Regions from separate parts of the Mus musculus genome. Here all the other regions are linked to region 3. The links are chromatin contacts, called in public HiChIP or PLAC-seq and promoter capture Hi-C maps. All regions are on one chromosome and are shown on one strand. The core of a region is the stretch at or near the end of the contact, and the rest is flanking DNA. Distances in the headings are between cores, read along the strand shown.

Region 1 (3,966 bases), core at 659-3,158, 880 kb after region 3:
CTAACCCTTCCTACACTGTCCACCAACTGGGAACCAAACATTCAAATATATGACCCTACGGAGGCCCTTCTCATTAAAACCACCGTACTAGGATGGGAGAACCATGTTAAATACAGATATAAAAGAGGAGGCGGGAGAGGTGGTCAAAATTGAGTAACTTAGCTTGTTCAAAGAGGAAGGGATCCTGTCTAGGTTGAAGGACCTTGCGTGTGTCCTGCATCTGTCTAGGCATCGCTTCAATGTTCTTTGTTGTTTTATAATAAGGACTCTAATCCAGCCCAGCCTCTAACTTGCTCTGTAGTTGGGGATAACCCTGAACTTCAGATTGTCCTGCTTCAATTCCTCCCTCCCCCATGCTGCATTTCAGGTTTTTGCCACCATCCTTGGTTTACACAGCTCTGGGGGTCCAAACCAGGGCCTTGTGAATGCTGGGGTAACATTCTGCCAATAACAAGCAAGTTGCCAACTCCCTGACTTAATCTTTGAACTTTCAGATTTACAGACACCCATGTCCTTAGACTGAGGTTATGTACTTTGTCCTGGCTCACAAGGCTTATATAAACTGAGCCTAAATCCTTAACAAATGGAAGGAGGCAAGAGGAGCCAATCAAATGTTCGAAGAATGGGAAAAGTAAGGGAATGGGACTTCAAGGGATCAAGTTTATCAATGTGGGCAGAAGTTAATCAAGAAGAGAAAACAGTTTGAGGCAGGGCTGATGTCTCAGGGGTACTTGCCACTAAGCATGACGGCCTGAGTTCAAGCCCTGAGATCAAAACGATGGAAGGAGAAAGTCAACTCCTTCCTGTTGTCTCTAACCTTCACACATGATGTGTTATGCACAGGACTACACACATACATACATTCACACATACACAAAATGCAGACAAACAGAGACAGACACATATGAAAGAAGAATGAAGAAAAAGATAGAAACTTACTTAAAAAAAAAAAGAGTTTAAGTCCCTGAAGTTCATTTTATAGTTGGTGACTATTTGTCAACCCCACTGGATTGTGCCAAGCTCGAGTTGGGTTCTTGGAACAGAGCCCTTTCCCCTGAGAAACTCACACAGGGACTAGAACAAGACTTCCTAGGAAACTGTCATCAAGTAGCCCAGAAGGAAACATTTATGGCTGGAATAGCTAGTCAAGTTCAGGCCAGTGTAGGCAGCAAAACCCACTGCCTCCGGTTTCTTGGAAAGAGAAACCTGGCCTACTGCAGCCTGGAGGGACCCAGGGCCTTTGCAACTCCTGCCCTCGTGGGATAGGAATAGGAATGAGAGATGGAGCTGAGCTTGTAAAGTCATCTGGCCTTTCCTTCCCACCCGCGTTGTGTCTGACAGATCCTGTGCCTCTCGGCAGCAGTCCTGTGTGTCATCGATGCATTGCTGTTTACTGAGAAGAGGAGGAACAAAGCGAAAAGTTCCCTGGCGAGGGAAACTAAGCTCTCTGCCACCCAACTGAGGCAGAAGCAGCACTGACGTCACCCAGCCCTCCGCTGGGTGACACAAGATCATATCTACATGTATAATCACTCCCACCAGGCCATCACGGAGCTCCCATGCCCACGTACGTGAGTGTGACCTTAAAGGCACGGCTTCTATGCTGGCAGCACTTCTGCTTTCTCCCGTGGCCTTCTGTAAAAGTCGCGCGTTCCATTGCCTCTTGCTCCACAAGCTGCCCCTGGAGGTTGGGAGGAAAAGGACCCCAGGGAGTGGGAGCAAAGGCCAGCCACAAACCTGGGACTCCTTTTTGAGGGCGGCCTGGCTAGGACCGGTGGGGCTCAGTGAATGCTGGTGCATGGAGGGTGGGACTGTCTGGTTCCTGTTGCATGGAGGAGATCCTGCTGGTCCACTAGATGAGGTGGGCTCGCGCCAATCAAGAGCAAGCGTTAGAATTCTGCAGTTCCAGTGGTCAGTTGAGAGCCACCCTTGAACAGGTCAGGAGACACCAGGCTCTCTCTCGAGCTGGGCCTGTTCAGCGACTGCAGACAAGGCTGGGCGGTAGGAAGCTGAGAACTACCTGCTAACAACCATGGCAGCACCGATAAAGTTTCCATTTCGGCCCAGAGGAGGTCAGCCCAGAGAGGACACGACCCCAAAAAGGGGGCTTCGACGCTATCTATTGGAATTGAAAGAGAGCAATAAAGAGTTCTGGCTGTCAGGACACGCCGTGTTCAAGCTTCTGTCTTTGGTATACTGGAGTGGAGTCGATATGTTGTTGGGATTGGAGAGGTCCTCAGAAGTAGGGGAGAGTGCTTGCAGCAGCTCAGGTGTATCTATTTTTCCACCCAGGGCTGCATGATCTCTGCACTAGACTACTTTGAAACAATGCTCCCACATCCGGTCCTGATCCTGCTCATCTGTATGGAAGCGGCAATCTGCATATTCTTCATCTTCCTTAACACCTTAGCCATCAACAGATACATTCCCTTCGTCTTCTGGCCTATGGCGGTAAGTAAAGACTGTGGGGGAGGGGGGTAATGTGGGTCACATTCTAACAACTGGAAAAAAGACAACCTCACCTCCTCTACCGGTGCTCAGGGCTGGGAAGCTGGGTTGGAGAGGAAAAGCCAGGCAGGAGATGCTCCCAAACATGTAACTGTGCTAGGTCAAAGAAAGAAGACGCAAAGGCTTTGCTGTCCTCGGAAATAGGGAAGGTGAGCCGGGTGTGGTGGCCCACGCCTTTAATCCCAGCACTCGGGAGGCAGAGGCAGGCAGATTTCTGATTTTGATGCCAGCCTGGTCTACAAAGTGAGTTCCAGGGCAGCCAGGGCTATACAGAGAAACCCTGTCTCAAAAAAAAAAAAAAAAAAAAAAAAAACAAACCAATAAATAAATAGATAGATAGATAGATAGATAGATAGATAGATAGATAGAAATAGGGAAGGCATAACAACCAACCATTTCTGATAATGCTGGCATATGTCCTATTGCAATATCAATCTAGGATTCAAAAAAAGAAAAAAGAAAACCAGACTCTGCATAAACCAGTACAGTAAAATGAAGCAAATATCAATCATGTGGGAGAAAAAAGTGTCAGGTCTCTGAATATAAAGAATTCGTCAGAAGCATAGCTTACAGTATTAGTTAGGGTTTTACTGCTGTGAACAGACACCATCACCAAGGCAAGTCTTATAAAAAAACAACCTTTAATTGGGGCTGGCTTACAGGTTCAGTCCATTATCATCAAGGTGGGAGCATGGCAGTATCCAGGCAGGCATGGCGCAGGCAGTTCTACGTTTTCAGTCAAAGGCTGCTAGTGGAAGACTGACTTCCAGGCAACTAGGGTGAGGATCTTATGCCCACACCCACAGTGACACACCCATTCCACCAGGTCACACCTATTCCAACAAGGCTACACCTCCAGATGGTGCCACTCCCTGGTCCAAGGATATACAAACCATCACACTTACCTAAAACAGTCATCCAATGGGTGAGGCTAAGCTGGGTGACCTCATTGCTCATTCCTCTCTCTCTTATCTGTACCACAGGAGACGGCAACAACTTCTAGTGAGACTGACTACATGTAAACTCTTGTCACTGTGTCTTAGGACTCAGGCCCTAAATTCCCCCACATCACATATGGAATCTTTGAGTATAACTCCTTAACTCCGTCCTAGCCAATGAACACATCATGTTCCAACTCACCTTGTTCATTTACAAACAACTCACTCTTGGGTGTTACCCAACTATGACACAGAAGGGGGGGGGAGGGAAGACATTCAAACATGATGGAATATGCTTCTGTTAGCCATAACCACCTATCTATCCGGCCCTCTTATTAAAAGCTGTTGGTGTCCAGGGATCCATCAGTCCTCAGGAAGACCACCAGTACAGGAGGGAAAGAGAAGAGAATGCAAATGAGAACCTTTGAAAGCAGAACGCACAGAAGACAAAGTGAAAAAGATGGAGCCCGTGTGCTCAGTGAAGGAGCTGAGGAGATTTCCTTCAGCTTAGTAAAAGGCA
Region 2 (3,767 bases), core at 933-3,432, 980 kb before region 3:
CTTGGGAGGCAGAGGCAGGAGAATTTCTGAGTTCGAGGCCAGCCTGGTCTACAGAGTGAGCTCCAGGACAGTCAGGACTATACAGAGAAACCCTGTCTCGGAAAAACAAAAACAAAACAAAACAAGAAAAAGCTCTCTCTGGCAGCAGCCCTGGTCCTTGAAAAGATGCACAAGGATACAGGAGCTCAGATTCTTTCAGAGTCTAAGGCTTCTCAGCTATGATTTAGGATAACCAAAGTCTGCATAGATTAATTGGCAGTTAGTGCCCATCTGTCCAAGCGATACTATGCTGCAAATAAGCCAGGTGTGATGGTGCACTCCTTTAATCCTAGTGCTAGGGAGGGAGAAGCAGACAGATCTCTGTGAGTTCAAGACCAGCCTGATCTACAGCAAGAAGACAAGGCTACAAAGACTCTGCCTCAAGTAGGAAACGCGTATGTGGTCAGAGAATACACACATCTCAATGTCATGGGCCTTATTCTTAGATCTTCTTACATTCACACGTGACTTCTTCACACTGGTCCTCAGGGTTAAAGTCCAGATGACCAAGTCACAAGTTCTACACCACCCATATCTCCTGCCTTCCCCCAGTTCCATGCTGACCAGCCTGGAGCAATCTTCCAAGCCACCTTACTTCCTGCATATTCCAGGAAGGCTTCCCCAGCGCTCCCACACCTCTCTCTCTCACCTCTCAGGATGACCTCTCTGAGAGGCACTATTACTACCATCCAGGAAGCTTGAGAGAGGCAGGTCCAGCTGTATACAAATCTCAAAGGGAACCTAGGCTCAGAATCCCCCATCCCCTTCGCTGACCTAGAATGACATTGCTTTTCAAGAGAGGGTTTCTCAGCTAGGCATGGTGGCATACACCCTTGATCTTAGTACTTGGGAGGGAGAGGCAGGTGGGTATCTGAGTTCAAGGCCAGCCTGGTCTACAGAGTGCGTTCCAGGACAGCCAGGGTTACACAGAAAAACCCTGTCTAAGACAAGACAAAAAGAAAAAAGGGAAGAAAGAGCACAGGAATTTATGCTCCAGCAGAAAGAAAATATATATATATATACACACACACACACATATACATACATAAACATATATATAGCGTACGTTTCAGCATGTCTCTGTTCTCAGGAGTCCTGGCCAGCGAAACACCAGTTCAAAACGACTTCCATTGGCTGAATGGGGCATCTAAGACTCCTAGAGATTTTAGCCTGGCCTATTACCACATAGAAACATTGTTATTTCTGTTCCGCTGCCAAGTCTAAGACAGAAGAGCAAGTGGGCAGGGAATGTCACCTGGCCTCAGTACAGCCTAGAGTAATTAGGTCTGGAAGCGGAGAGTGGAGGCATGCTCTCAGACTCCCGGACTCCCTCAACGCCAGTTCAAGACTGTTGTCCCAACCCCATTCCTCTCTCCTCCCTTCCCTTAGCCACCCTGTTTCCCTTAGGCCATCTCCTCGAAAGTCAATACCATCCATTCCATAAGCTGAGAGCAGAGAAATGCTTTTGGGGGCCAGCGTGGATAGAACTTGCTACCACTCATTCCCTGTGAAATAGAGAGGGTAGGAGGTAATGACCGATTCTGAGACTGCCTAGGAACCCGCTGAAGTAGGGTTGAATTGCCTCAGTCTTTCCAGCTAAGAAATGGGGGCATGGCGAGGCAAGGTTTGGAGCTGTTGCAGTTAGGTGGAGTGGAAAGCCAGACATTATCTATTCCCTTTACTCTCACGTTTCAGAGGGCTCCAGACCACACCCATGCCCGGTATGGCGGGAGGTGGGCTAACCGAACTGACCCAGGTTAGAAACCAAATGCTCTGGGTTTCGTGCTTAAAGCAGATGCACAACAGAGCAGTTGGCCCACCAGACCCTGGCTGCACTGGATCCTGCAGGATCCACCCACCACCACCCTGAACACGAGTCTCACCCAGCACCACCGGGGGGTGACGTTGGGCCGGGAGCGTCAGGTCTGCCAGCATCATTAGTAGAAACAGAGGTAACAGGAGGCCACTCCGGAGCTGGGTCTCGCGACAGGTGCAGAGATGGCGATCCATGGCGTGAGACTGTGGTCGCAGGTCCAAGGGGCTGCTTTAGAGATTAGGGATCGTGCCTAGGCCCGGGCCGCAGCTCAGCTAGTTAACCCCACCGCTCGCAGATACCAGTCAATTAAGACCCGCCTCTTGCTAAGGCTCTACCAATTGCAACTCTCCGCCACGAGCGTCCCTCCCACCGGAGCTCACCACCCGCCCATGCCCACCTCCGGGACTTTGCTGCGCGCCGAACGCATCGATCGACCAACCGATGGGAGCCGCTTATCATCCCAGCTGTCGCCCTGCTCCTACACAGCCCCATCTCACCTCACCGTGAACCCAACACAGAACAATTCTCAAAGTCCACTCAAGTAGTTCTCATTCCTAATTCCTAGCCTTCCCACAGCACAAGGACCAAAAACATGCCCTTCATTTGCTATGGGTGAATGGTCTCTAAACAAAAAAAGAGGAAGTTAGTGTTTTGGAACTCGGGTGACCAGCAGCTGTCCAGGACCTTTATACGGCCTTTACACTGGCATCCCCAGGGGCATCTAGGTTTGGCCGCCCACGTCCAGAAAACTTTTACTGTCTGCCTTGCCGGTAGAAATGCATGTTAGAACCCAAGAAGCAGGTCTGGGAGAAGAAGCTAAAACAGCCTTTCTTTCTTTTCTTTTTTCTTTCTTTTTCTCTCTTTCTTTCTTTCTTTCTTTCTTTCTTTCTTTCTTTCTTTCTTTCTTTCTTTCTTTCTTTCTTTCTTTCTTTCTTTCTTTCTTTCTTCCTTCCTTCCTTCCTTCCTTCCTTCCTTCCTTTCTTTCTTTCTTTCTTTCTTTCTTTCTTTCTTTCTTTCTTTCTGTTTTGTTTTTCGAGACAGGGTTTCTCTGTGCAGTCCTGGCTGTCCTGGAACTCACTTTGTAGACCAGGCTGGCCTTGAACTCAGAAATCCGCCTGCCTCTGCCTCCCAAGTGCTGGGATTAAAGGCTTGCGGCACTACGGCCCAGAGATCAGCCTGTTTCAAACGGTCTGTCACTCTGTAAGTGCAGCACACGAATAGAGTTGGGAGTGGTTTGGATCTGAAAGTCTGAACCATTTCTCTGTAGGATTCCCCTGCAAAGAACAGGGCTCGAGAGCTCATGTTGGCACTTTAGCCCCTGTCCGCGCAAGCCTGAGGACTCAGGAAGGGCATAAGACTGACTGGAGCGAGGAGCTGGGGCCCAGACGGTAGTAGGCAAAAGGCTCAACACCCAGTAATATGCCAACACTCTGGGGGTGAACTGACCAGTGCTTCTGAGAAATAACCCTCTACATACTTCCTTCTGAAGGCCAACTGTGCTTCTGGGACACTGCTTGGTCCCAAGACTTCTGCTCCACCCCCCACCTCTTCCTTCCCTCTTCTTGGTAAACAGCTGACCCCACGTTAATGCCAACAATTCTAGTTTTTATAGCAAAATAGGAAGTTATTTATTTATTAAATTGTATTTTGGTTTTTTGAGACAGGAGGATTTCTCTCGGCCGTTCTGGGTATCCTGGTACTCACCAAGCTGGGCCCCAACCTTACAGAGATCCCCCTGCCTCTGCCTCCCTAGAGCTGGCATTAAAGGTGTGTGCCATCACCTCACAGCTTAGAAAGTTTTGTTTTGTTTTGTTTTTAAACGATCTATTTGTTTTATTTAGATGTATGAGTATTTCTGCCTACATGTATGTGTATCACATACATGCCTGGTGCCTGCAGAAGTCAGAAAGAG
Region 3 (3,562 bases), core at 755-3,254:
CCACCCCCACTCCCCTACCCGCCCACTCCCCCTTTTTGGCCCTGGCGTTCCCCTGTTCTGGGGCATATAAAGTTTAAAAATATGTAACGCTTCACGAATTTGCGTGTCATCCTTGCGCAGGGGCCATGCTAATCTTCTCTGTATCGTTCCAATTTTAGTATATGTGCTGCCGAAGCGAGCACAAGTTGTTCATTGTTATACGAACTACATCTCAATTAAAAAAAAAAGCGACATTCACCAACAGCCTTATACTGTTAACCTGTATTCAAATTGTACCTTTACTTAAAGTTTGGGCTAAGGCAATGGGTCTGTCACTTGAGCAAATATTAGGATTTCATTACACAGTGCTTCAGTTTAAAACAAAACAAAACAAAAACCACCCAACCAAAAAAAATCTCTTTCCTACAGTTCTTCTTTTCGTTGCTTCCTAACCAACACCTCTAAGGAGGATAACGAAGAGGCAAGAGAGGAACTAGATCACTTCGATATTTTTCAACCCAGGACTTGCCGAGTCCATAGCAGTCTTCAAATATAAAACAGGAACCTCTAGATGAACTATGGGATTTGTCTGTGTAGCACCAGGCAATTCTTTAGCAACTCCAATACTCAGACAGGCACATCGAGGTTAGAAAAAGGAAAATATAGATTTCTTTCGGATTCTTAACATTTTAAGAAAAGAAAATTGTTCATCCACTGGGGCCCTTTCTCTCGTCTCTCTCTTCTATTAGGACAGTCTCTCTCTTCTATTAGGACAACAGATAAGTGGAATAGATTTACTCTCGGCTGTACTGGGAGATAGCTTCTCATATAGATTTACCAATCTCGCTTCTCAGAAACAAGCCTATCGCTGATCCCCCTCCAATGATTCTTTACACGTAGGGCTGTATCCTTCCTACAAGCACCCCGATGTCTGGCGGAGGTCACAGCCTAGGCGACAACCTCCGCCAAGCTCCGGTTGGAGCTCCGCTCGGATTGCCGAGCCGGCACTAGGACACGCAAACCATCCCACGAACCGAACCATCGCGGCGGGCCAAGGAGAAGGCGGGTCCGCCCGAGGGCCGAGCCGAGCCGCCCCGCCAGCATCTGCCTCTTTCTTGCTTTTCGAATCCGGACTAAGGAAGTGAGCCTGCGCCCCCGGCTCAGTTCCGGGAGCCGCAGCGTCCGCGGCGCCGTCCGGAACACGCCCGGGGCCGCGCGCAACAAGTGACTGGCGCGCGCCTGGGTCCCCGCGGCCTCCCCGCGCGCACCGGGGGTAGGGTGGGGGGGTCCCTCCCCGGCGACTTACGATCTCCGAGCGACCGTCGCGGCAGGCGTTCTGGAAGCGTGTCTGGCGCTCCTCGTGGGGCCGGTCCCTGAAGCCCGTGTACTTAATCTGCAAGGCAGAGAGACGGCCCCGAAATCAGGAGTCAAATCCGCGGCGGCACCCGCCGGCCCGCCCGCCCGCTCCCCGCGGCTCCGATAAGGGCAAGCAGAGCCTGTGGGCGGACTGCTTGCCGGGGCGAGATTCCCCCTCGGCCGGCGCGCCGTCCCGGGGGCTTCCCGGCAACCGAGCCGCTCAAACTTTTCTCCTCCCCGGGCCCACTCGGGGCGCGCCGAGGCCTCCGCGCCTCCCCAACCGCCTCACCTCGCACTCGCGGCTCAGCTTCCTGAAGAACTCCTCGTTCTCGAACTTGCTCCTCTGGTCCGGGACGACGCGCGGCATCTTCCCGCCCTCAGGCCGCGCCGGCCGGCCGCGCTCCCCAGGCTCGCGCGGGCACCCGCTGGCGGGCTCCGGTGCTGACCGCCTTGACCGCCCACCCGCGGCACCCGGACTCCCGCTTCTCTTTGTTTCAGGAGCCCGCCCGCGTGGCCTCCCGCTCCAGGGAGGCTGAGGTGCGGCCGTGTGCTTGGAGCCCAACCCACGCTACCGCCGCCCGCCTCAGCCGTTGCCGGCCGTCCTCCCTCCCGCCCGCCCGCGCAGACACAGCTTCCAGCCTCCCCCGGCTGCGGCCGCCACTTCCTCTCGCCGCCCTCCTCGCTCTCCCGCCCCGCGCCGGCCCCACCCCTCCTCCTCCTCCTTCTCCTCCTCGCGCGCCCGCCCGCCTCAAACTCTAGCAAACAAGACGCACCATTCACAACTCCACGACCCGCGCCGCGCATGCGCCACCCACCCGCTTGCGGGGCCGCTGGGTTGCAGTGAAACCCTGCTCCTTCCTCAGCACTTCCCCTTGCCTGTCCGCGGGCTTCTCTGCGAACAACCCGCCCAGAAGGGATCCGCCCCTCTCTTAGCAACTAGAAGCGGACCCGCAGACCTTTTTTTTTTTTTTTTTGGCCCTTTGTGAGCGATCTGGAACTTCTTGGCTCCCCAGCCAGCCACGCAGAGTCACCCCCAGAAGGGCCACTTGAATTCAAGGAAACCTAAATCTTAGAGGACTTTGCATACAGGGAGGGATGTGGACTGTGCACTGAAAGGTGGAAGTAAGCATCTAACCAAATCATGGTGTAAAAAGGTGGTGGCTATTGAAACGGGGTTGGCCTTAGGATTCCGTGTAGCTCTGCCTGCAGACAAGGTTTAGACAAGTACCAGACCAGTAAGTCTCAGATTAGTAATTTCTAAAATGCACACTCATAAGTTCATGGCGTTAGTAGGAGAGTGTTTATGTAGATCTAGCACATCATTTAAAGGAAAACTATCTTAATTATATGTAACCGGTTGCCAGTCCATATTTTTACCCAAATGTGCAATCAAACAAGAAAAAAAAAAAAAAATCCAAGATCTGCAAGTTCTAGAGAACTTACCAGAGCAGAAGAAAACCAGACTCGGGGTTTGCAGCAGAGCTTGAGCTAAAGCTGACCCTCAATAAACTCTGATCCTTAAAAATCGCAGTTTGTTAAAAGTTCAGTTCAAGGATGGCAGGTAAGTGCCAACTCTTGGCAGCAGCTGGCCAGATGCTAAGGATTGTGAAAAGATACTCATAAGTCACTGGAATCAGTTCTGAGGTCAGTTGTTAATGCCTGCTTGAATACAGATTTTGGCAGAATTTCACTGCTAGTCCAGCCCAATCTCATTTATTAGATAGGGACCTAAACGTGGGTAAGGAACTGTCCTAGTTTGCCATAGACAGCTCTCATTTTTAGCAATGACCTCCCCCCGCCCCCCAAGCCTTCTGAAGCTGCTCAGTCCCTAACAAACTAGGAGGGTTAATCATCTTAACTGAAGTCTGGAGAGTTGATTACCCAAAATTAAAGGTTTGTTGGTGGGAGTGGTGTGTGTGTGTGTGTGTGTGTGTGTGTGTGTGTGTGTGTGTTTTGAGTAAAACATACTGCCATGATAAAACACCATGTCCAAGGCACGTTATAAGAAGAGTTTGTGTGAGCTTACCACTCCAGAGGGTTAGAATCCCTGAACGGTGGAGCATGGTGACAGAGGCAGGAAACTGAGGGCTCACATCTTTAATCAGAAAGCAGAATAAGATTTAGGAATGCCAGTGGCTTTGAAACCTCAAAGATGGCCCTGGGGACACATTTCCTCCAGCAAGGCCACACCTCAACAGTGCCATCACAGGGGATTAAGTATTCTAAC
Region 4 (3,648 bases), core at 360-2,859, 920 kb after region 3:
GCTCTCAGAACGTGCAAGCCTGTCTCTAGAGTACTTTTCGCCTCCCACTGCTGTTAGTTGTCCCACAGTTTATAAAGTGCTCCGGTGTAGCCAGGACAAACCATCTTGGAGCATTTCATGATGATAGACACAGGAAGAATATGTCACTTCCATTATGTGAATTAAGTCTCATGATTTCTTTTGGAGAACTGAATAACCACCCGTCCTAGTTTGCTTCTCTGTGATAAAACAAACACTGACCAAAAGCAATTTGGGGGAAGAAAGGGTTATTTGGCTTACAGGAGGGAAGACAAAGTAGGAACTCAAGGCTGGAACCGGAGGCAGAAGAAGCAGAAGCAGAAGAACTAAGAGTGTTTATCAGCTTCAGTAGTTCTCTGGTTTGCTCATTCATAAAGACCCGCAGCTCACCTGCCCAGGGACAGCATTGCCCATAGCAAGGAGGCAAAAAACAAAAACAAAACAAAACAACAACAACAACAAAACCCCTCCTTCATCAATTAGCAACAGGAATATGCTCCACAGACATGCGCACAGGCCAATCTGCCGCAGCCAGTTTCTCAATTGAGGCTCCCTTTCCCGAGGTGTTTCTAGTTTGTGTTGCCTTGGTAAGAATTAACTAGCCCACAACCCCAGTCCATTTAGATCTCTTTGGATCCTGCCCATCTAAGATCTGTTCATTTGGCTGAATCTGATCAACAGTTACCAACAATCTCACCCCAAGACGCTCACACACACACACACACACACACACACACACACACACACAACTGTCGACTTTGAATTTGAAGATTTTATTTGCCTTTACTAGGTGCCTAGCAAATAAACAGGAAGCCCTGTTAGGGTGATGGCTTTTTTGTTACAGATCTAAAAGAGTAAAACAAAACCCAGAAAATGTCTTTCTTCATTTTGCCCAAGACGACTGCCAGCATCTTGCCACCTGGAAGAAGTGGAAATCTTCTTTACACGCATTGTAACTGCCCATATACAGTCAAGGCGGCAACATCTGGGCTTATTGGTCTTGAATGGGTGAATTATAGTACCCAAGCTTATTTTTGCTTACAAGTTGGCCTTACATGCTTTTTTTCTTATCCCTTTTTTGTTCATTCAGGGGAGATATTCGTTATGCTTTCCCGAGGAACATTAAAATCCAAACGTTGAAAATGTCAAAGACTGTAACATTTGGGAACAATGGCTTTCACGGCCCTCTCACCTGTGTCCCTCACACTGTTTTTTGTGATGGTGGGGATTAAACCTAGGAGGGCCCTTTGAAGCCCAAGGACAAGCTTGGAAAATGTTCCCAAGTTTGACAAGGTCTACTTGCAGAGTATTTTCGAAGGAAAATACAGGACATCCTGAGTAGGCGGTGCGAGGTGTGGATGGAGCCGGCAACCAAGGAAGTAATCGGATATACTAAGCAGTCCCCGGCATTATTATGCCATCCATTCTCTAAATCTACTTGGGTCAGGGCCATTCTGCGGTCTGTAAGTGGGGAAATCCTCACTTTGAATCTCTTCGGTGTAGCCTAGAGGGAGAAATACTAGCGGATCCCTTAAGGGGCGGGGCCGGACAAGGGGTGGGGCGGGGCTCCAGGACGCACCGGAAGGAAGTAGGACTTGCACATCAGCCAGGGACTATGCTGCTGCGGTCGCTGCGTAGTTGGGCTGCCCGGTCCCTGCGTAGCGTGGGCCCGGGGAGCTCCGGGAGCCCCGGGAGCCTCGATTCGGGCGCCGGGCCGCTGTGGGCACCTCGCCGCGCCTGGCCTCCGGGTAACTAGTGCTTTTGTGCCACCTCGTAGGGGCCACACTGAACCCCGCCCCCTCACCTGCTAGTCCCCAGGAAGGGTCTGGGGACTGTGGGACCCTAATGAACTGTCAGGATCGGCACTTAGTGGGGCTCAAACGCGGCTTCTCGGCCCATTTTTTTAATTTTTATTTTTTATTGTCAGATTCTTTAGGCTTGGGAGGTGGCTAGTTGGGGCACGAGCTGTATTTAATCAGCTCTTAGTGGATGCAGGTGTCTGCGGACCTAGGGGGCGGGTTCAGGCTTGCGACTTTCTCCTCTTGCTGGCAGTGCGGATCTTTCTCTTCGGAAATGGAAGCCAGGTGACATAGCTTTCATTGGCCTCGGGCTGCTGCTGCCAGGTGGGTTGGCAGTGTTGCCAGTCTTGGCCTAGACAGCCTGGGTCCCAACCCTTGGAATCTCTCAGAGTGTAGGTTATCCCTGGGTGCGCTGTGAAGATCCTAAGCACACAATCCAGGTGAAACGGAAAGTAGAATGTACCGAGCAAAGGAAACTAAGCAAGCACACATGGGCCTGGGCCCAGTACAGCGACACATACGGACCCAACTGTAGAGAGTCCCAAGAATGGCAAACATTTTTTGTAAGCCAGGGAACACGCATACGCAATGACTGTGTGGTCATTTATCAGGTCAGCACAGAGCAGAGTGAATAATTGAAACATCGATTTCCTTTCCTTTTTTAGATAAAGATAGAGAAAATGATAAGGAGAAAAAAGCAGTGGTAAGTTTCTCTTTGCATGCTTTCTCCAGCGTAATTTCGGTTTGGTTTTGTTTTTTTTTTTTTTTTTTTTTTTGAGGCGGAGAACAAAAACAATGGTGCGCACAGTGAAAAACCAAACCCAAGACGATATCCAGGGTCACAAATCTCTCTTCCTTCTTGTGGCCCGGTTCCTCTCCTTAGATTCCATCACCGTTAGCCATTTCTTGTGTGTACGGGCGGGAGTGGGGCCTCGAGCTGCATTCAGGTAGTAAGCACTCATGTTCAGGTGTTTGTGAACTGCCAAAGATGCTGACCGAGCCATCTAAACGGCTTAAATTGCATCTATTTGCTTCACTGCCGATTGCCCCGCCCAGATGTGGGGGGAAGTGTTCTTCTCACTTCCTTCTGCTGTCTAGTGGAGACCAGAGAATCCACGAGGGACCTCAGGGTGGCCTCAGTCAGGAGGTGCTTGACAGGCAGGCTCTGGGGGTTGGGGCTGTGAGGTCAAAGGAAGTGCAAGTTAGACAGGTTTAAATGTTGCAGCAGTATTTTGGTTACCACCAGCCCAAGGGTTCAGTTTCTTCCTTTGAGATCATCTCACCCCAGGCTGGCCTCAAACTTGTGATCCTTCGGCTTCGACCCCTCCTGAACACTGGGATTTCAGTTGTGTGTCACTCCCAAGTGGTCAGGGCCCGTTTCTGTAAGGGAGCTGAAAGCCTTGAGCTCAGATGGCTGGGGAGAAGGCAGCTGGAGCACCTTAGTGCCTCTGGAGGGTGGAAGGTGTGCCCTCCTGTACCCCTTGGTGGGGCAGTGGAGGTAGTCAGGAGGAAGGCGTGTCCCTGGGAAGCAGGAGTGACATCACAGGAAGAGGAGGCTTGGTTTTCAAGGCTGGAGAAATGGCTCAGCAGTTAAGAGCTCTTGTTGATGTTACAGAAGATTCAGGTTTTTGTTCCTAGCACTCACGTGACAGCCCACAAACTGTTTACTTCCAATTCCAAAGGATCTGACCCCGCCTCTGCTGCTCTTCATGGACACCAGGCATACACTGGAGCACAGACGTACAAGCAGGCAAACCATTTATCCATATAAAATACATCTAAAAAGTTAGAGGAGGAAGGTGGTGGTGGCGGCACAGGCCTTTGATCCCAA
Region 5 (4,070 bases), core at 1,161-3,660, 1.0 Mb before region 3:
TAAAAATATAAATGCATAATTTATTTACTAATAACATGTGTTATGTTTCATAACACTATGATTTTTAAGCCCTTTTACTAGCATCATTGTTACAAAGTATGCAAATTCTACAGATTCCAGCCAGGCAGTGGTGGCACACGCCTTTAATCCCAGCACTCAGGAGGCAGAGGCAGGAGGATTTCTGAGTTCAAGGCCAGCCTGGTCTACAGAGTGAGTTCCAGGACAGCCAGGGTTATAGAGAGAAACCCGGGTCTCAGAAAAACCAACCAAACAAACAAACCCTACAGATTCCTTTTTATAAATCATTAAAACAAAACAAAAAAAAAAAAGCAAATAAAGAACAGAGTGGTAATAGTCACCTGTCCAAACTAAATAAAAATTCACATTTTTTTAAAGTTGTTTGATCACAAATGGGTCGGGTACCAAAGAGAAAATTATTCCTTACTTCAAGGAATTACTTCTCTGTTTTGGCCATTCAATCTCTACAACAAAGAATAAATTCTTAGCTACTTATCAAAAAAATATTAACTTATAGAAAGCATTAGGATACTATTTCCTCTTGTAAGGAGGCAGAGGCAGGAAGATCTCTGAGTTCAAGGTCAGCATGGTGAGTTCCAGGACAGCCAGGGCTACACAGAGAAACCCTGATTCTAAGAGCATCATTTACACAACTTTTATAGAACATCTCCACACTCTAGAATTTCCTCTACCAAGAAACTTAGCAGACCAGCCACATAAATGAAACATGCTTTTGGTTTAAAAAAAAGGGGGGGGGGGCAGGGACAGGCTGATCTCTGAGTTCAAGGCCATCCTTGTCTACAGAGAAGAGTCCAGCCAGGGCTAAACACAGAAGCCCTGTCTCCAGTGGGGAAGGGTATGGAGAGGGGATCAGGCTTATGGTTTCCATCTTTGTCTCTCTTTTTCTCTTTGGTTCGAGGTGCTAGAAATGAAACCCACTTGCATGGCAAGTACTGCCTTCTCTCTCCACCAGGGTGGTGATTTTTCCACACATTTGCCAGGAAAGAAAAATCAAATATAACTCAAGTAAACAGCCTAAGACCCATGTCGGGAAGCAAAAGCTATCTGTATGAAATCACAATGGAACTTGAACAAAATAGGAAGCCTGGGTAGATTCCTCAAGGACCTCACCAGGTAAAGAAGTAAAAATGACCCCAGGAAGCAGTTGCAGACTTTAAAATCTGCTCCCCCTAAGTCTTTAAATCCGAGATCGATTGGCTCTCAGATATAAGGAGCCAAACAGCTGAGCATATATAGCCTGTTAGATGAGCTGCCCAAAACTGAGAGGGGTCGTTCTCCCCGCCCCCCAATAACAGCGGAGATTGCATTCTCTCCAACACATAACCCAGTGATCTCGATTGGTTCCCCAAGACTTGTTAAATTAGGTGTTTTCTATTTATACTGACCCATTACACAACGCGGTGACCAGCCTTTTGGCTTGGTGTGCAGAGTAACAGAAATTTTCCGAACATTTCCCAAATATTTCCTGATAATTGTGACATGAGATGGTCCAATGAGACGACAAAATACAGGAGACACTCAAAAGAGTAAGAGCACCGTGTTCCCAAACGCCAATACCTCAGCACTCTAAAAGTCCCAACCGGAGTCAGAGGTTTCAACAGCCCCCAAGAAGCTGCATTCCTGCATTCACACACCCGCCCTGCTGTCTCTGCCCTCCTCACACACAACGGCTTCTTCCTCCTCCTCCTCCTCCTCCTCCTCCGCCACCTCTCAGTGCTCCAGGGAGGTTCACCCAGGCTCGCACGGTCACGGACTGCGAAGGGCTCAGTCCTTCAGCCTTCACGCCCGCTTCTCTCACACTCAAACCTCCTTCACCGTCTCCGTCTCTCTCAGGGTCGCACACACTCCAGAGCCACCCTCACGCCCACGGTTTTCCTCCTCGCACTCTGGGTTTTTCCGTCTACACACACACACAAACAAACACACACACACACACACACACACACACACACGGCCCCTTACACTCACCATCTCACAGTTTTTCACAAACAGTCCCCCTTACACTCGGGATCTTGCACACTCACAAAGCCACCCTCGGGGTCTCTCTCCCCACACACGCGCCCGCGCGCGCGCCTGCGTCTTCCTCACACGGCGGTCCACTCCAGGGATCCACGCTCCCGGCGTCCTCTTCTCAGCCGCCGCGTCTCTCCCGCGCCCTCCGCCCCACGCGGTTTCCGGCCCCGCATCCAGCACGCGGCCACGGAGGCCACGCAAGAGTGTTCGGCCGCACACCAGAACGACCCCGAGCCGAACCGGAGCCAGCCCCTCACCTCCTCGGCCTCGCCAGCTACCTCCTCGTGGCCCGGAGCTTCCAGGATGCTCGGTCGCGCCGTCGCCCCGGCGGCCGCTCAAGCCCCGCCCACGCCACGTCACTCGCACCGGATCGCGACAGCGCGCGCCGCCAGGGGACCCGGCTCGGAGCGGGGGCCCCAGGCGGCGTTGCTTCCGGGCACTGGAGCACGCCGGGGCCCTGGGCGATCCGCGTACCGTTACGGAGCAGCCTCCAGCAGGCCGCGCCCGGACTCTCCCCGCGGGCTGTGACTGGGGTGCGGTCACCCTCACCTGGGATGGACACTCCCCGGCTCCCCACGCAGTCACTTGAAGCCTCTGGGGCTCCACGTGAGGATGCTGCTGCTTGGAGCTCTAACGGGCCCACACACACCTTCTCCTCCTTGGCCTTTGGGGACTGCACGCCCAGTGGGACCCCAGACAGTTGACACAAAGAGCTCTGGACCGCCTCCCTATCTAGATAACTGCCTCCCTTCAGCCCGGGAACCCAGGAAGAAATACACTCCCGGGACCGGTGCTCTGACACTCAGTTCAGACTCCATTAGACCCAGGAAGGCTGCCACTTCTGGCTCTCTTCGCTTTGTCCTGGTCTCCCCCGACCCTGCTGACACCCCTCTTGGGGATGCTGGGACATCCTGACCTTTTCTTCTCCCGTTGGTTGCTCCTCTATCTCCTTTTAGGTTATCTTTTTCCTCTAGTGGCGCTGGCGTTCATTCTAAGACTTCCTGCCTTTTATATTCCACCGGACCTTCTAACAACTGACCAGTCTGGCAGGGATAAATATAGTCTAACGAGACAGTTGTGCTTTTCTCGTAGGCTATCAGACTTTAAAAACAAAACAAAACAAAAAAAAAAAAAAAAAAACAAAAAACAAGAACAAAAAACCCAAGAAATCAGTATTTCCTCCAGGAATAGCCTGCTAGGAGATCAAGTGGACGAAACATCTAAAGGAGGAACATATCTCCTGGCTAAATATTTACAACTTGTCAGATACCTTGAAAGAAACAGACTTGGGAGTTTGTTTGCAAGGGACCCCATTCTTTCTGCATTTCTCGCTTAAGATTTAAACCTTATTGAGAGATAAGTAGTGTGCCGGGCAATAGTGCCCATACCTTTAATCTCAGCATTCAGGAGGCAGTGGGAAGTCACTCTATGTGAATTCGAGGCCATCCTGGTCTACAAATCGAGTCCAGGACAGCCAGGGTTCTGTTACACTTAAACTTTGGAAAAACCAAATAATTAACTAAACCTCTCCTAAAGTGCTCTCCTTCCTCCTTCCTGATGAATGAAAAAAACAGGGACATGATCACTCCTAGGTATGGTTGAAGAGAAGGTTTTTTGTTTTTTGTTTTTTGAGACAGGGTTTCTCTGTATAGCCCTGGCTGTCCTGGAACTCACTCTGTAGACCAGGCTGGCCTCAGACTCAGAAATCCACCTGCCTCTGCCTCCCAAGTGCTAGAATTAAAGGCATTGCACCACCACTGCCCGGCGAAGAGAAGGTTTTTATTGTAGCTATTAGGGAGAGCACAGCCAGAGGCATTTGGAAGAATCCAGCCTGAACATAGCCAACAGGATAGACCAGGCCATGAGAGGTGACAGGGTGGGGGAAAGCAGGAAAAGAGAGAGAGAGAGAGAGAGAGAGAGAGAGAGAGAGAGAGAGAGAGAGCAAGCAAATGAATGAAGAGAGGTGGCAAGGACCAAGAGGCCATGAGAAGAACCAAGAGAACACTTAGCCAAAATGT
Region 6 (4,123 bases), core at 1,508-4,007, 830 kb after region 3:
GGGGGATGCAGGGGTGTTGACAGATATCTTTTGCCACTCCTGCATCTGCGAATCTTCATTAAAACAACAGCAACAGCTATGCATGAGGCTAGGGGTACAGCTCAGCTGGTAGAGTACTTGCCTAGTGCACACAAAGCTCTGGGTTCGATCCCAAGCACCGTCTAAACCAGGCATGGTGGTACAAGCTTGTAATTTTAGCAGATCAGAGGTTCAAAGCCATCCTCAGCTTTATATCTAAGGTTTTAGGCAGCCTGAGATACGTGAGACCCGATCTCGACAAAATCCTAACTGTCTCGGAGAGAGCACTAGTTCATTTGAAAGGTGGGGCTAGCCATACCATATTGACCGGAAACCAGGGCCACAAAACTGAAGGTATGCAGGTCGGACGCTAAGGCTCCTGGTTAGTACTGCAGACTTTGTGCATGGCGGGGAAACAAGATGAAGAAGATAGGTCAGTGGCTTTTTCAAGCCCAGTCCTTGCTAAGATTTCTGGACTTCTCCACTTCTGAACATTTGCGTGCTCCTCACAGCCTCTCTTTTGAAGAAGCAGGCTTAGTGTCACCCAGCCTAGTAAGAGGGCGTCAGAATCTGTACTTAGGTCATAAGAGGCCTCCATCTCCCTTCATCTATCACTACGGACGGCTTTGAGCCTATCACTAGCTTAGTAGTTTAAGAGGCTGTAAGGGAAACCCAGGTGTCCTGCAGGAAATACCATGGCTGCTTCAGACAAATGAACTGATCACAGGAACTCCACTCCCATCTCTTTTACTGAACAAGTCATGGGGGAAGAGGAGCTTCCTTTGGGCAAACAGGAAACTAAGGCTTAGAGAAAGGCGTTTTGAGGTTGCTATCAGCTCCTACTGTATTTCCTTGCCAAAGGCTGCTCGTATGGCTCTCCTCTTTTCTGTACCCATTCCCCTCAAAAAAGTCTGGTTCTGGGCTGGCGAGATGGCTCAGCAGGCAAGAGCACTGACTGCTCTTCCCCAGGTCCTGAGTTCAAATCCCAGCAACCACATGGTGGCTCACAACCATCTATAATGAGATCTGACGCCTCTTCTGGCCTGGCTGAAGACAGCTACAGTGTACTTACATATAATAAATAAATTTGAAAAAAAAAAAAAAAGAAAAAGTCTGGTTCTGGTGGCACTCCCCTGCCCCAACCTCCTCCCTCCCCCACTCCTGTTTTCTCACTCCCCAGTTCTTGGTGGCTGCTTCTTCCTCCAGCTTTCTATCCAGGTCAGACTCCCTACTTGCATGAGACCAAGGGGGAGGAATGACTGGGGGAGGCTCCCCTATACCCTATGAGCTTACTACCCTTCATATTTTCTTAGGCCTGTCTTTCTGGCACCCAGCTAGGGCAAGGACATCTTGTGACTTCTGGTTGGCACTCACTCCTTTTCCATGAAGGGGTACTGGGCAGGTAGGACTGAAGCCAGTGGCCAGTAGATTCAAAGACCCGCCCCACGCCTCCCAGAGGCTTCCAGAGATCTGAAACGGCCAGAAAATGGGCTCTAGGTCCGCTTGGCACCTCATTTAGGAACAAAGTATTAGGTTCTACCGGAGACCTCAGGGTTGATGCTCCTTAGTAGGTCCTGGGGTACAACGGAGAGGTCCTGGGGCAGAACCCCCCTTTTGCCCTCAAGGATATCCTCAAGGTCACTGGATGAGTCACCTGCCAAGTTTCCTAGCAGTTAAAGACACTGTCTCTCCTATCCCCAACTCGAAGTGGGAGCAGGTCGGATATTAAGTTGCTAGGTATCTGAGCAACAAGTGGCTGTCACTATGGTCTGTTTCCTCCTTCCACCGTCCCTCCTCCCACCCCTCTCCCCATCTCCATAGGCTCCATGCCAGTTCCCGCCCCACACGTGATGATGAGTGTTGGGAGGACAAAGGAGACCTTCCTATCCGGGTGGGGACAAGCAGGGAGGAGGAAGGAGTACAGCGCGGGAGGGGGGAAGGAGGGCATGAAGTCACCCCGCAGGCTCGCCACCCTGAAACAGTGGTCCGCCTGTGTCTTCACTACGTGGCCCCTGCCTCACCCACTCCCCGGGGGCACATCCCACTCCGTAGGATCTTCACCACACAGGCGGCTAGGTCTCAGCCTAGGAGGTGGGAGGGTGTGCAGGGCGGGCGAGGCCAGAAGAAGCTTAGCGAGCGCAGCAGTCCCGGGGACTCAGAGAGGGCGGAGGCGCTCGAGGTCACACAGCAGCCGAGCTGCGGCTCCAGCGGGGACCAGGACCCCAAACCCTTGACTTCTGGTCCCTTTCGAGGGCCTCGCAGACTGGAGAATCCGGGAAGAACACGGCTCGGGCCTGATTCTGACTCGAGCTCCGCTACAGAGAAGTCGTAGCAAGCTTGGGGGCGGTGGTCCAAATTCTCCTGGGCTGGAGGTGCAAGGCCCCAGGCTGGGGCGCGGGTACCGGGCTTCACGCACCCGGGGAGCACACGCACTCACCGACTCGGCCAGCAGGAGGCGGCCTTTGAGAGAGCAGAGGAAGGCGCGCGCGGGCAACAGGGCTCGGAGTCCCGGCACTGTCCTGCCACTTCGGGGGCCATGCGCGGACTCTGGATCGGGCTCTGGCTCTGCGTCCGGGGGCCACATAGCGGCGCTATCTGGTCGAGCCTGGGCCTCACTGCCTCACCCACCGCCCTGGAGGGAAGCGGAAACCCGCTGTGCGGAAGAAGAAAAAGTGGAGTTAGACTAGGCCGGGGACTCATCCTCCGCTGTCCCGCCCACCTCCCCCATCCCCACCCACAACTGCCCCTCGAACCCTGCCCCGCCCATCCTCCCTCCGACCATTCTCTACGCAGCCCCCGTGTTCCGTGGACGCTGCCTTACCCATCCGTCCTGTGGATCCTCCCATCTCCTCCTCCCCCACTCCCCCTCTGCCTACGTCCTGCCCATATCCTGCTCCATCCTTCCAACCACTCCTCATTGCCCCTCAGATGTAGTCCAGTCTGTCTCTCTCTGTCTTCTCTATTTCCACTTACTTCCTCTGCCTCTTCACTAGCCTTAGGATCCTTCCCTGCACCTTGTCCTTTCATTCTCAGTTCCCCCTCGATCCTGTCCCGCCCACCAACCCCGGCGCACCCCACAGTCCCTCCGACCCTGCTCTTCTCACTTCCCCACCCATGAATCTTTGCACTACACTGCCCCTCCGACTATCCTTGGCCCTCTATCCTCCGGTCACTTCTCATTCTTCACCCCCTCTACTGCCCCCCCCCACCTCCTTTACCTGCCCCACCTATCTTCTGCCCCATTCTCGCACCCCTTCCCATGCAGCCTTCTAGCACCTACCTCCCCACCTCCCGCACTCACTATTTCTGCTACGTCCCGGGGTGACACAGATTCTGTACCCAGATCCTCCCAGTCCCCTCGCACTCCAGCTCTCTGTTTGCTCTGTGTGGCTGGCCTGGAGTCTTCTTTTGTCGTTTGACTCCTTACCCCCCCCCCCCCCCCCCCCGTCCTGACTGACACAGACCCACTTATCTGCCCTGAGCGCCCCCTAAAGCGACCACCTGTCCTTGCTCAGCGGTTCTGCTCTTTAAGCTCGAAGTAACTTACTGCCTAGACAACTCCAGGACAGGGACACTGCCCCCATACCCCACCCCCATCTCCGCTAAGTCCTCTCCAGGCTTGGCTCTAACCAGGCGAGATCAGTTCTTTCAGAGTGCTTTCCCCTTCTTGGCTCCTCTCAGAGTTTTCCTACTACTTCCCAGGCCACCCTCCCGCTAGTTCTTGGCTTGCCCATCTTCCTCTATTTTACAGGCCACGCTCCTGTCAGGCCTCAGCCAGCCCATCCTCCTTCCTGGCCTCTTTCGTTAGCTGCCCAAGGCTTGGGTTCGTTCTGTGCTGGACTAACCAGAGATCTGGAATTATCCTTGTTCTCCCCCACGGCTAGCCCATCATGGATGCTCTCTTAATACCACTAAGTCTGCACTCCTGCCCCATTAACTATCGTGAGGCTCTTTAAGAGACTAATGCTTTCTTCCTTGTCACCCGGATGCGCTAAGATCACTAGTCATGATCCCTCCCACTGCACCCTCAGGAAAATTGATGCTTCCTCTTGCCACGGGGACTTTGTACATCTGTCCTTTCTAACAGTGTGTGTGTGTGTGTGTG
Region 7 (3,896 bases), core at 770-3,269, 840 kb before region 3:
GCTTACTAGTAAGGCACTTGACTATTACCAATGCACAGGCCCTGGCCTGCATCCTCACTACAATAAAGAAGAAAAATAAAATTAAATAACCTATGTCCTATGTTTGTTTTTTTTTTAAGGTGGGTCTTGCTATTACAGTACAGGTTGACTGGAACATGCTATACAGACCAGGCCGGCCTCCAACTCAGAGATCTACCTGCCTCTGACTTTTTTTTTTTTTTTTTGGAGGGGGGGGGCGGTTGAGACAGGGTTTCTCTGTGTAGCCCTGGCTGTCCTGGAGCTCACTTTGTAGACCAGGCTGGCCACAAACTCAGAAATCCACCTGCCTCTGCCTCCCAAGTGCTGGGATTAAAGGCGTGCGCCACCACGCCCGGCGCCTCTGAATTTTAAGTGCTGGAATTCACAGCATTTGCCACCACACTCAACTAAATTTTAATCTATGTAATGGTAAAGTCATCAATAGGTAGTTATTAGGAGTTCTAGGAACCTCAAAGATACCAAAATCTGAGGATACTCAAGCTCCTACATAAAATTCCTAGGTACTTTTGATTTTAGGGGGGAATTGAATTCAGGACTTCACAAACGCTAATAGGCAAGCACTTTATCACAAAGCTATGCCCCAACGCTCTCCCACATGATTTAAATCATCTGCAAACTGCTTATGACTAATGCAATATAAACATGATGTATATACTTGTTATACTGTATTGTTAGGGAGTAACATTAAAGAAAAATGTCTATACATATTTAGTACAGACACATTTTTTTTCATGAATATTCTCACTCTACAGTGGAAAATTCCACAGAGGTCCACCTATAAATATGGAGGGCCAGCTCTAATGAATGAAATTAAACTTTTTTTTTTTTTAGATTTATTTATTTATTATATGTAAGTACACTGTAGCTGTCTTCAGACACTCCAGAAGAGGGAGTCAGATCTTGTTACAGATGGTTGTGAGCCACCATGTGGTTGCTGGGATTTGAACTCCGGACCTTCGGAAGAGCGGTCGGGTGCTCTTACCCACTGAGCCAACTCACCAGCCCATGAATGAAATTAAAACACTTTCTCCAGACGTTAGGAACCTCCCAGGTAATCAATCCACAAACATTGACCTTATCTCCCACTCCAGACACTTGATGCCCATTTTTTCAGATATGTTCAAAAAGTATGAAGTAAAAAAAAAAAATTAAACGTTTAATAACCTGAACCACTAAATTCATGTCAAGTAGTCTGCTTGACCGGTGCTATGTGAGATAAGTTTCATCACTCCAGGAGGGTAACGGGACCCTTCTTTCTACTTCTAGTCAGGCAATTCGGAATCTGCCTGAGAAGCCAGTGGCTATGAGCAGACCGCTAGAGTGATGGGTCCAGGCTGAGATGCATGGGGGGGGGGGGGGGGCGACGACAAGGAAAGGAGGGTGAAACTTGCCTGGAGAGGTAGGGTCAAAGTGTAAAAAAAAAAAACCTGAGAAACTACACCTGAAAGAACGGAGACCATCTCTCTAACTTCAAAGACGAAATAAGCTGAAGGCCACCAGCATGCACTCTGGGTTCTAAACTAAAGAACTGGGTTGAGCTTAAACCCAGACTCCCAACTTCTGTCTCAGTCCCCTGGCCTACCATTCATTCAGTCTCAGCAAACTTGCATCACCCAGGCTTTGAGTGGATTGCATATCTACGAAAACATCGTCGAACTTTGTACCTTTGGAGTTCTATGGGATGACTGAGCGAGGCAATGAAGACCACAAGTTAAGACTATCAGAAATTAAGCACTCAAATGACAGAGGCCATCCTCACTCGATTCCTTGAGCCAGGGACCCATGGCCCCCTCCTACTGCGGACTCCCATTCCTGCCTCCACCGAGTACCCTTCCCCAAAGATGACTCCAATCTGGACATCGCCATGCCGGGTGGAAACCTACAGACCTCGCAGCCACTGAACTCTTAAGGATCCTCCTCCCTCCTTCCAGCCGGTGCTGCAGCGCCACACGCCACCCTGATCCGCGCCAGCCACCGTACTCCAGACTACGGTGGCGTGCTTGACGTCATTAGCGCGCGCCTCTTCTGCATCAAGGGAAATATGGCTTTAGCCGGGCCATCGCGGCTGCTGGCGTTAGCAGTACGGTTGCTTCTGGAGCCTCGACGGAACCTAGTGGTGCGCGGTTCCGACCAGTCCTTGCCAGTGGTGCGCGTTCCGCGGGCTCTGCAGCGACGGCAGGAACAGCGACAGAGCGGCCGTGGGAGTTTGCAGCGGCCAGTGCTAGTGCGCCCCGGTCCCCTGCTGGTCTCGGCGCGGCGGCCGGAGTTGAACCAGCCCGCACGCCTCACGCTGGGCCGTTGGGAGCGAGCGCCACTGGCTTCCCGTGGCTGGAAGCATCGGCGATCGCGGCAAGACCATTTCTCCATAGAGCGAGTGCAGCAAGAGGCGCCCGCCCTGAGGAACCTCTCGTCCCGGGGCAGCTTCGTGGACCTGGGTCTGGAACCCCGAGTGCTGCTGGCGCTTCAGGAGGCTGTCCCCGAAGTTGTGCAGCCAACCTCAGTGCAGTCGAAAACCATCCCCCCACTGCTTCGAGGCCGCCACCTCCTTTGCGCTGCGGAAACTGGCAGTGGCAAGACGCTTAGCTACCTACTGCCCCTATTTCAGCGGCTCCTGAGAGGGTCAGACCTGGACTCCCGCAGTTTCACGGCTCCTCGAGGCTTGGTTCTGGTACCTTCCCGAGAACTAGCCGAACAGGTGCAGGCAGTGGCCCAGTCACTGGGTGGGTACTTGGGCCTGCAGGTGATAGAACTTGGCGGAGGCCTCGGGATGAGTAGGCTCAAACTTCAGCTGTATAGACGACCGGCAGCCGATGTGTTAGTGGCTACTCCAGGGGCGCTGTGGAAGGCTCTGAAAAGTCAACTGATCAGCTTACAGCATCTTAACTTCATAGTGCTAGATGAAGTAGACACACTGCTAGATGAAAGCTTCCTGGAACTGGTGGACTACATCTTGGAAAAGAGCCCTATAGCAGAAAGTCCAGCCGAGTTAGAAGACCCCTTTAATCCCAAAGCCCAGTTAGTGCTGGTGGGAGCCACGTTTCCAGAAGGCCTAAACCAGTTACTGAGTAAAGTCACCAGTCCAGACAGTCTGACCACCATTACCAGCTCCAAGCTGCACTGTCTCATGCCTCATGTCAGACAGACATTTATGAGACTGAAGGGAGCAGACAAGGTGACAGAACTGGTTCAGATCCTCAAACAGCAGGACAAAGCAAGTAAGACGGAACCCTCGGGAACTGTCCTGGTATTCTGCAACAGCGCCAGCACCGTGAACTGGCTTGGGTACATTCTGGATGACCACAAGATTCAACATCTAAGGCTGCAAGGGCAAATGCCGGCCTCAATGAGGGCAGGTATCTTCCAGAGTTTCCAGAAGGGCTCCCAGAACATACTTGTCTGCACAGACATCGCCTCCCGAGGCCTAGACAGTGTCCACGTGGAAGTGGTTATCAATTACGATTTCCCCCCTACCCTGCAGGATTACATCCACAGAGCAGGAAGGGTGGGTCGTGTGGGCAGCGAAGTGCCAGGGTCCGTTATCAGTTTTGTGACCCACCCCTGGGATGTGAGCCTGGTTCAGAAAATTGAACTGGCAGCTCGCCGAAGGAGAAGCCTTCCAGGACTAGCATCTTCAGTGGGGGACCCTTTGCCTCAAAAGGCCTGATTTTTGGTTGGCTTGAATCTAGTGCTAGAGCAGGAAGTTGAACACTTGTCAGTGGGCGACATTGAGTCACGCCAGCCCTTGCCTCTCTGAAAGCATGATGAATTGTTTGGAGATTTGAAAAGTAAACTACTGGACAGGATTGGAAAGTAACGTTCAGAAAATAAAGTGGATTTTGACTTTACACTATGTCATG

What was found. Promoter capture Hi-C pulls out the DNA fragments that hold promoters and counts their contacts. HiChIP or PLAC-seq counts read pairs in DNA pulled down with a chosen protein or histone mark.
Region 1: a contact with region 3 is called in a promoter capture Hi-C map of stem cell-derived epiblast-like cells, with 2.9 times the contacts expected there. The contact joins the promoter of Cmtm2a here to the promoter of Cbfb in region 3.
Region 2: a promoter capture Hi-C map of liver shows a contact between it and region 3, with 3 times the contacts expected there. The contact joins the promoter of Pla2g15 here to the promoter of Cbfb in region 3. A contact is called at or near these places in 2 of 39 promoter capture datasets (liver and pre-B cells) and 1 of 115 datasets of contacts at active chromatin or transcription factors (pancreatic cancer cells).
Region 4: an H3K27ac HiChIP or PLAC-seq map of microglia shows a contact between it and region 3, with 6 times the contacts expected there. The contact joins the promoter of Tk2 here to the promoter of Cbfb in region 3. A contact is called at or near these places in 10 of 39 promoter capture datasets (the 3T3-L1 cell line, 3T3-L1-derived adipocytes, the HPC-7 cell line and 7 more), 2 of 484 Hi-C or Micro-C datasets (both in CD4 T cells) and 3 of 115 datasets of contacts at active chromatin or transcription factors (bone marrow-derived macrophages, memory CD8 T cells and microglia).
Region 5: a promoter capture Hi-C map of liver shows a contact between it and region 3, with 2.5 times the contacts expected there. The contact joins the promoter of Slc7a6 here to the promoter of Cbfb in region 3. A contact is called at or near these places in 2 of 39 promoter capture datasets (liver and pre-B cells).
Region 6: a promoter capture Hi-C map of stem cell-derived epiblast-like cells shows a contact between it and region 3, with 3 times the contacts expected there. The contact joins the promoter of Cmtm3 here to the promoter of Cbfb in region 3. A contact is called at or near these places in 2 of 39 promoter capture datasets (hippocampal neurons and stem cell-derived epiblast-like cells), 3 of 484 Hi-C or Micro-C datasets (embryonic stem cells, reprogramming fibroblasts and uterus) and 4 of 115 datasets of contacts at active chromatin or transcription factors (embryonic forebrain, embryonic stem cells and microglia).
Region 7: a promoter capture Hi-C map of liver shows a contact between it and region 3, with 4 times the contacts expected there. The contact joins the promoter of Ddx28 here to the promoter of Cbfb in region 3.

Annotation. Positions count from the first base shown.
Region 1 is chr8:104,291,123-104,295,088 of GRCm38.p6, reverse strand. Cmtm2a (CKLF-like MARVEL transmembrane domain containing 2A) reads left to right here and starts at 1,908. Exons shown (of 5, transcript NM_027022.4): 1 at 1,908-2,191; 2 at 2,293-2,451. The coding sequence starts at 2,033. It overlaps Cmtm1 (CKLF-like MARVEL transmembrane domain containing 1), which reads left to right. Exons shown (of 4, transcript NM_181990.2): 4 at 1,342-1,547. The coding sequence ends at 1,479.
Region 2 is chr8:106,148,769-106,152,535 of GRCm38.p6, reverse strand. It overlaps Pla2g15 (phospholipase A2, group XV), which reads right to left and starts at 2,182. Exons shown (of 6, transcript NM_133792.3): 1 at 1,923-2,182. The coding sequence starts at 2,049.
Region 3 is chr8:105,169,116-105,172,677 of GRCm38.p6, reverse strand. It overlaps Cbfb (core binding factor beta), which reads right to left and starts at 2,004. Exons shown (of 6, transcript NM_001161458.1): 1 at 1,625-2,004; 2 at 1,286-1,372. The coding sequence starts at 1,702. It overlaps Gm22063 (a small nuclear RNA gene), which reads right to left and starts at 182; the gene lies at 76-182.
Region 4 is chr8:104,246,519-104,250,166 of GRCm38.p6, reverse strand. Tk2 (thymidine kinase 2, mitochondrial) reads left to right here and starts at 1,609. Exons shown (of 10, transcript NM_021028.3): 1 at 1,609-1,766; 2 at 2,483-2,520. The coding sequence starts at 1,634.
Region 5 is chr8:106,167,194-106,171,263 of GRCm38.p6, reverse strand. Slc7a6 (solute carrier family 7 (cationic amino acid transporter, y+ system), member 6) reads right to left here and starts at 2,410. Exons shown (of 10, transcript NM_178798.4): 1 at 2,310-2,410.
Region 6 is chr8:104,339,228-104,343,350 of GRCm38.p6, reverse strand. It overlaps Cmtm3 (CKLF-like MARVEL transmembrane domain containing 3), which reads right to left and starts at 2,757. Exons shown (of 5, transcript NM_024217.3): 1 at 2,456-2,757. The coding sequence starts at 2,602.
Region 7 is chr8:106,009,609-106,013,504 of GRCm38.p6, reverse strand. Ddx28 (DEAD box helicase 28) reads left to right here and starts at 2,019. Exons shown (of 1, transcript NM_028038.3): 1 at 2,019-3,889. The coding sequence starts at 2,081. The coding sequence ends at 3,703. Dus2 (dihydrouridine synthase 2) reads right to left here and starts at 2,027. Exons shown (of 16, transcript NM_025518.4): 1 at 1,927-2,027.